Regions from separate parts of the Mus musculus genome. Here region 2 is linked to region 1. Evidence: chromatin contacts called from public promoter capture Hi-C data. All regions are on one chromosome and are shown on one strand. Each heading gives the region's core, a stretch centred on a gene start, on an enhancer-like site or on the middle of the called end of the contact. The rest is flanking DNA. Distances are from core to core; before and after follow the strand shown. Region 1 holds the start of Ncf4 (neutrophil cytosolic factor 4). Region 2 holds the start of Gga1 (golgi associated, gamma adaptin ear containing, ARF binding protein 1).

What was found. Promoter capture Hi-C pulls out the DNA fragments that hold promoters and counts their contacts.
Region 2: a promoter capture Hi-C map of hippocampal neurons shows a contact between it and region 1, with 2.9 times the contacts expected there. The contact joins the promoter of Gga1 here to the promoter of Ncf4 in region 1. A contact is called at or near these places in 1 of 39 promoter capture datasets (hippocampal neurons), 1 of 115 datasets of contacts at active chromatin or transcription factors (bone marrow-derived macrophages) and 2 of 9 other capture datasets (liver and macrophages).

What each region holds. Positions count from the first base shown.
Region 1 is chr15:78,243,094-78,247,126 of GRCm38.p6, forward strand. Ncf4 (neutrophil cytosolic factor 4) reads left to right here and starts at 1,718. Exons shown (of 10, transcript NM_008677.2): 1 at 1,718-1,994. The coding sequence starts at 1,963.
Region 2 is chr15:78,875,338-78,879,370 of GRCm38.p6, forward strand. It overlaps Gga1 (golgi associated, gamma adaptin ear containing, ARF binding protein 1), which reads left to right and starts at 1,853. Exons shown (of 17, transcript NM_145929.2): 1 at 1,853-2,280. The coding sequence starts at 2,238.

The sequences.
Region 1 (4,033 bases), core at 468-2,967:
CGAGGCTCCCTCTGTCTACCCGTGGCTGGAGAACTTCCTTCGCTTCCTCGGGCACCCAGGCCAATGGCTGAGAAACCCTCTTCGGTGTTTGCTGTGATATCCAGCTTCACATGAGAGCTCAAGGTGGACTTCCTGCCAGCAGTGGGACATGTGACCTGCATCTGGTCTCTGGCCAGTCACTGGAGCCTCATCTTTAGTAACACATGTGTTTGCCGTTCCCTAGGCCTGGGTATCAGTCTCCATCCTCAGTCATGGGTACAATTCCTGCTCGTCTTAGACCTCTCAGATCACCTTTCCTTGTCTTGAGCAGGGATTTGTATGCTTAAAAGAGCTAACTCTGTGAACTGCGGTACTTCTGTGTGCTGGGAGTAGGTCAGACCGTCCATTCTACGTTCCTCTACCACCCTGATCTATCTGTGCAGTGCAAAGGCCTTGATGAACATGCAGTCACTGGTGGAGTGTCCCTCTCCCACTTTCCTGTCCCCTCCTGTGACTTTCTTCATCCTCGTTTCTGTCTCCCCAGGAGCCCATGCCCTGCCTGGCCACGGGGAGGGCAGTTCTCACTGGGCAGACTCTATCCTGGGAGCTCTAGGTTCATCCTCTCTGGGCTGGGTCAGGGCCAGAAGATCCCTTCAGGGTGACAGGATGGAGGGGGGACATTTTAAAGTAAGGATCCTAAAACATTCTATATTCTTGGAGCCAGATCCTGAGGAGTCTGAGACTGCTTCCAATCCAGCCCCATTTAAGGTGAGAAACATAGGCCGTTCCAGATTCCTCAGGGGGAAAGCCCTGTCCCCACAGCCACGTTCCAAAGTTGGGGAGATAGGAGCCTGATTCAGGCAGGCTGGGCAGGCTGCCATCTCTCCTTCTGTCTTAGCATACCATCAAGTGGAGCTGGGGGTTGGGGGACATTCTCTGGGCTGCTGGGCCCATCCTCACTGTAGGCTTTGGAGAGCTCCCTACAGAACCAAGCATTAGAAGGAGCTGACGAAGAACTTCCTCCTTCTGCTCACATAATCTGGGTGTCCGCAGCGTAGTGCTGGCCTGGAAGAAGCCTAACACACAAACACACGTTTGGAACACACTGGGGTAGGGAACCCCGCTGGTGAGAGCTTGCCGCAGGAAAAGCCCGGAGAGTGGCAGGGAGGGTCTGGTGAGGACAGGTTTGTTTCTTAGAGGGCAGCTTCTGAGCTGAGACCTACAGGAGATAGGAGAGGAGCATTGGGAATGTGGTGGCAATGAGGGAAGAGAGATTGGGAGAGCAGGCAGCCCACGGGGCCTTGGGGATTCTGAAGCCAGCAGCGGGGGCTTGGGGCTTTTCTGAGAGCTGAGTAGGGAGGTGGAGGCAGATTGTAAGGAGAGCCTCTGTGTGGATGGAAGCTCTGGGAGAGCTGAATGTGGTATCTCAGAGCCCAGAGCCCCAGATGGGGCATAAAACAATGACTTCCTAGTATAAGAGGGAGGGGGACCAGGAGAGCTTCCTGGAAAAAGCACTATCTCCACCAGACCTTAGGAATGAATGGCAGGTCTTGGATGCTTGAGAAAGGGATTCAGGAAGAAGCCTGAGGAGGAAGTCCACAAGTGTCCTTGATGGACTACCCAGGGCTAAAACTGCTCTATGGTGGGTGGAGCTCAGCACCAGAGACAGGCACTGAGGAAATCCCCAAAGCCAGTGGCCTCACGCAAGCCCAGCACCCAAGGGTGCCACTTCCTCAACTGCTGTGCAGCTGGGAAGTGGCTGAGAAGACGTGTGAGGGCCAGGCAGCTCAAAGCCTGAAGGAGGTACTTCAAGGAGGGTCCAGAGAAGCTGGGCAGGGCGGGACCTCCTCAAAGGCTGCCCCTGGGGACACCCCAAGCTTCAGGAAGCTCTCAGATGCACATAGGAGGAAGTGAGAGGTGAACTCGGCCTGGATCTGGTTGGGCAAGGCCCCCATCCATCTGCTTTTCTGACTACCCACAGCCATGGCCCTGGCCCAGCAGCTGCGATCAGAGAGGTGAGAGTGTGCCTCTATTCCCTGCCAGGCTTTCTCAATGATCCCAATAGGCCTGGGGGGTGGGTATGGGGAAGTAAGAGGCTGTCCCTCCTGTCACCTGATATCAGTGGATCAGCACAGAGTCAAATTTGAAGGTCTTGCTGAATGATACTGCAGGAGCTGCATGCTCCAGCAGATGTTTCTAGAACCTTGACTTAGTAGGTCGGCAGTGTTATGCACCAGTAAGAAGCCTAAGGCTCAGAATGGGGAGTGGCTTGGATGTGGCCAAGGACCACAGGGTGAGTGGGTGGCAGAGCCTGGGAGCAGAGGTGTCCTGGGTGCTAGGCTTGGGTTCTGGGTTCCTGGTTCCACACTGCAATCAGGAGCGGCTCTTCCATCTGCCCTTCAGACTGAAACTGGCCTCTGCGTTTTCCTATCTTTAGGTTCAGATAGCCCAGGCTCTGCCGTCTGACCCCTCACTCCACTTCCTTGTCCTGAACAGGTCTTAGATGCTTGGCACAATGTTGGGGGCCGGGTCTTTGCTCTGCCTGCTCTGAGGGTGTTTTAGTTTTTTGGATCACAGTTGTGTCTCTGGGAGGCCGAACAGCCCTGGGACACACTGAGAGCTCACTACATCTGCTAAGAGCTCAAAAATGACCCAGATCTATCTTGGACAATGCTGACATTATACAGGTAGGGACAAGGAGACCTGATGGCCCCAAGCCCGGCCACCTCATTCAGTCAGCACTTGCTCAGTGTCTCTTATGGAGACAGCCCTGTGTTCCCATCTGCATGTGGAGACCCAAATGACAGAACCGTCCCCTGGATCAAGCAGAAAGCAACGTTAGGAAGCCAAGTGTCCATGTGAACTGCTTGAGAGTCACCAGAACAGGTCTGACTGACAAGACCCAGGTGTGAGCAAAGCACTCGTGGGATCTGGAAAAGGGGATGGGATTCCTGTAGGTCAAAGGTCAGAGGAGGTTTGTCTGTAACAAGAGTTAGTGTTGGGTGGGGGTCCTTCCATAGCTATAGAGAGTGTTACTGGGGTGCTAAGTAAGGCTGCATAATATGACTCCAGCCTTTCTCACCCCCAAGTTCTCCTAGGAGACTGACAGACATGCAAACTTGAATCTTCTAGAAACTGTAGCCACTAGAAGCTTGGGTCCCTTCTTGTTTCTTGGGGTGCAGAGTTCAGATGGTGCCTGTAAGGACTATCAGGGCTCAGTGTTTCCTCCGCCCACTCTGCCCTTTCCACAGCTGTTCCCCCGCCCTCTGAGGGGGGTGGCTCTCCTCCTCTGCCCCTGATAGGACCATGGACCCAGGTCCTAGGGCCATCAGACCCAGTATCTCCAGCGTCCTCTTTGAGAACCAGTCCGGCAGAGATACAGACGAGGAGATATCATATATAGTGTCTCTTCCAGGGCAGCTGCAGAGTTTAGCTCCCATGGCCACATGTCATTCCAGCTCCCACTGTGATTGAGGTACCACACACCTGCAGTTTTCAGGACTCCCCTAGATCAGGTCCCCAAGCGGACCTCCATGTGTAGCTCCCGTGTGCACGGAGCCTGGTATCCACCCAACAAAACCCGTGTGGGGTCCGAGGGGGACAGCTATCTTCCCAGTCCCCTTCCCTCTCCCCACACCACAGCCTCCTTGGCAGCTCAGCTGCAGACGGCTCACACTGGGACAAGTGGAAGTAGCCGCTCAGGACCTTCTAGGCGCCTGGCGCCGCTCTGGGTGCTTAGGGGATGCAGTGTGCTCTTATGGGGTGGCAGGGATTTGATGATTGTCTCCATTTTCAGAGAGGGGTGGGAGGAGCCGGAGGATGGGGAGAGGCCCCACAAGGTCTCTTCTGACAGGGAGCTGAGTGAATTCTGGTCCTAGTCCAGGGTATTATCTGGCCCTGTCTGGCCTAGTATGTCTTCTGACACTAGCGCTGCCCAGACACTTCTGGTTTCTCCTACCCCAGAGAAAGGTTGCTGTTCTTCCACGAGGCAGGAAGGCCCCTTGTGTGAGATCTGTCTGCTTCTGGCCTCTTTTCCCTTGCTCTGTCTCCTGTC
Region 2 (4,033 bases), core at 603-3,102, 630 kb after region 1:
TGCATTCCACACTCTCTCTGCCCTGTTTCTCAGCTGCAGCTGTGATGGGCCCAGCTGCCACCGCCTTGATTTCTCCTCCCCTTGAATTGTGGGAAACCCTGTCTTCTTTAAGTTGCTTTTATCAGAGCAGTTTAATCACAGCAACAGGAAAAGAAACTCAGGGATTCACCAGATGCAATGCTTCAGGATGAGACTTCCCAGAGGCAGGGAGGGACACAAACCACAAGCATGCAAAGAAATACACTGTGGGGCAGCTGGAGGTTAGAGCTCAGGTGGTGATGTGTCTGCCTAACATGTTTATATGAAATGCTAGGTACCACAGAAATCGCCAGCTTGGGCTATAAGGACTCTAGATGGAGGCAGAAGTAGCTGGAGATGTCTCTCAGTTGGTAGCGTGTTGCTTAGCTTGCAAGAAGTCCTATTCTCTTGCAGGTGTGGTGATGCACGCAGAAGGTGGAGAAAGAAGGATCAGAGATCAAGTCTATAGTGCGTTCAAGGCCTGCCTAGGCTTACAGGAGACCCTGCCTCTGTCGCTCCACCAAAAGTGCCTGTGAGTAGTGATCTGACTTTAAATCAATTTGGCAAATGCAGTTTGGGTTTTTGTTTTGGGTTTTGTTCTGTGTAGCCCTGGGTCCTGGAACTCGCTCCGTAGACCAGGCTGACTTTGAACTCGGAGATTCACCTGCCTCTTCCTCTCAAGTGCTAGGTGGCGTGCGCCACCACTGCCCGGCCTGCAGTTGGGTTTTATTTCATTAACAATTTTAAAAATAAAGAAAACAAAGCAGGCGGAGCCCATCTTGTTACCCTCTCCCGTATCTTATAGGTTGCAGGAGAGAATTAAACGTCTCACTGAGAGTTGGGTTCAGAAGAAAACCCGACTGAAATGAGGTAACTGGTTCTGCAAGGTGAATACTGATCCCTCCAAGGCCACAGGCATGCGGAACTGGATTCGCCGGTTCCTTGGTCTCAGATGCTCTTTAACTCTTCCTGGCACAGGCTCGCTGGAGAGGGCACAGTAGCCAGTTCCCCCGACGGCCGCCAGAGGCTACAGAGAGCGAACTGGCATTCCTGAGAATTAGCCAAGGCGACCGCAGAGGGTGGAAAAAGCGGGTGAAAGTACCTCACATTTTGCCTCCTCCTAAACCACCTCAAAAAAAGAGCCTGACGTCGTCACCATTCCAGTTTGGGGAAAGATAACCTCTCATTTTGCCACCACCTCTCTGGCTTCCCCATCACCTTGAGAGTGTTACGTGCTTTGAGATACGATATTCCACACTGGCCTTGAACTGATAACCTCCTGCCTCTGTCTGATAAGTGCGGGCGTTATCATCACCTTGTAGGATATATATCTGGCCTTGTCTTTCTCTCCAGGGCTGGGCACCGAATAACCCAAATGCAAGGAGTTTCTAAACTGAATGCAGAATTAAGTACTCGGTGCAAGCACTGACCCCTAATGACCTCAGGCAAACTCATAACCTGGCTCCCGGGTTTGAATGTAGATTCATAGGTTAAGAAAAAAAAAAGACTTAGCCCTTTGCTGGGCGTGGTGGCACACTTCTTTAATGTCTGCACTTGGGAGGCGGAAAAAGGCGGATCTCAGGAATTCCACGCCAGCCTATTCTACAGAGCGAGCTTCAGGACTGCCAGAGCAAGACAGTGAGCCCTTGTCTCAAAGGGGAAAAAACTGCTCAGAACAATGCCTAGGGCTTTAAGAGCTAAACAAACGTTAGCTTAACCTCATCGCGTTGGCGGCGGCCACAGTGCCCAGTTGCCCTTTTAAGGGACTTTGACATCTTCCCACGTAAGCGGAAGTACCCCTGAGGGCTCCGGAAGTGACTTCAGAACCCCTTCAGAAACATGGCTCCGGAGCGTTGTCCCGGAAGCGGTCACGGGTCTCTGCGTGACGCTAACTGAGTTAGAGCGGTCCCGCGGGGTTTCTATGGTGCCGCCCGCCACCCCCAGGCTCTCCTCTTCCTCTCCCGCCCGAGCGCCCGGAGCTGCGAGGCCGCCGACCAGCCCCACCGGCGACTCCGCCAGCCGCCAGGGGGAGGGGCGCCGACGAGGCGACGCTCTAGGCGGCTCCACCCGCGTCTCGATGGTGCCCGGCGTCCCGGTGCCGCGTTCCTACTCCGCGGGGTGGACGCGGCCCCTTTAACCGGCCGAGGGCGGAGCCGAGGAGTTCCCGCGAGAGCGGCCGGGGGGCGGGGGGCGGCGCCGAGGCCGGGGGCCCGTGGCGGATGGAGCCCGCGATGGAGCCGGAGACTCTGGAGGCACGAATCAGTGAGTGTCCGGGAGGGGCGCGAGCCGGACCGGAACCGGAACCGGGGGCGCGAGGCTGGCCCCTCTCTCTCTCCCGGCGGGGCGGGGTCCGCGCGCCCCCTCCTCACGCCCCGCCCCCCGACCCGGAGGGGCGGCGCCCCAGTCTGTCGCTCCGCTCGGACCCTGGCAGCTGCGCGCAGCCTGGCCGGGAGCGGGCGCCGCCCACCCACCCCGGTGACCCGGTGGCGCAGAGTTATCCCGGACCCCCGAAGGCCCTGCCTGTTGCACCAAAGCGCAGACCCTCGAGTCTTCCCCTAGAGGGATCCCCCCACTTCCTCAGGGCCTGAGTCTTTCAAACCCTGTGCCCGCAGCTCTTCTTAGATCTGCTCGGTCCCCCAGCCCAGGAAAGGGGGGACCCCTGGCCCATCTGATCCAGCTCTGTCCGCGCCTGGAGAAACTCCCAGTGCTTGAAAGGGTCCCGTCTAAGACTCCATAAGGAAATCAAGTTCTCTGTCGTTATACCCAAGCCCAGCCTTGCTTTGCGTCCCAGATTGCTTTCCTAGCCCCTGCTGAGCCTCCTCCCCAGGCCTCTGTCCTTGTTTCCTGTCTCCTTCGAAACAGCTTCCTCCAACTCTGGCTTCCAAGCCCCATCCTCTGTTCTCCCTGTCCCACACTGCTTGTTGAAGATCCTTGGCCTTGCCAACCCCATTCCTGAACTCTGCCCCTGGGAGCTGCAGGTTGGCTCTTCTGGTCCATTTAGTGACAGGTCTGTCCCAAGGCCTTTCAGGGATGTGACCCAGAGAAGCCTTCCGGTCTATCCTCAAGCTCAACCTCCTGGTCTGAGATATAGCAAGGATCTGTGCAGGGTGGTGTGGGCCGACATGGTCAGCATCTTTGAAGCCAGCCTCGAAGGAAGTTGAACTGGAAGGTTGATTCCCAGAGCTCACCGATCTGGGGGGGGGGGGGGGGGCGGAGGAGAGTCAGCCTGGCAGTGGGGTTGATTGGTGGTTAGAAGGAGACAGTGACCATGGACTGCATGAGATACAGTACTGCACGGGTCTCAGGAGGTCAGAGGTAAAAGAGGACCATAGATATTTTCCCCATCTGTCTTAGTCAGGGTTTCTATTCCTGCACAAACATCATGACCAAGAAGCAAGTTGGGGAGGAAAGGATTTATTCAGCTTACATTTTCCACATTGCTGTTAATCACCAAAGGATGTCAGGACTGGAACTCAAGCAGGTCAGGAAGCAGGAGCTGATACAGAGGCCATGGAGGGATATTCTTTACTGGCTTGCTTTCCCTGGCTTGCTCAGCCTGCTCTCTTATAGAACCAAGACTACCAGCCCAGAGATGGTCCCACCCACAATGGGCCTTTCCCCCTTGATCACTAATTGAGAAAATGCCTTACAGCTGGATCTCATGGAGGCACTTCCCCAACTGAAGCTGCTTTCTCTGTGATAACTCCAGCTGTGTCAAGTTGACACAAAACTAGCCAGGACAGCATCTGAAGAGTCATGCCCAGTTGTGAAATACCTCTCTCCCTCAAGTACTTTCCTCTGCCACTTGCCAGGGGAGATGAGCCCCCCCCCCCACACACACACACACACGCACACGCACTGTGGAGGTTGGGGAAAGGGGTGGGGTCATGTCTCTTCCAGTTCTAAGATCTTCCGTTTGCTCAATGCTGGGGAGAAACTGATCCTGGCCAGAGTTTCCTCTTCCCTGGCTCCTGACTCGGATTGCTTGGCTCCACCCTTGCTGGGGCTCACGTGC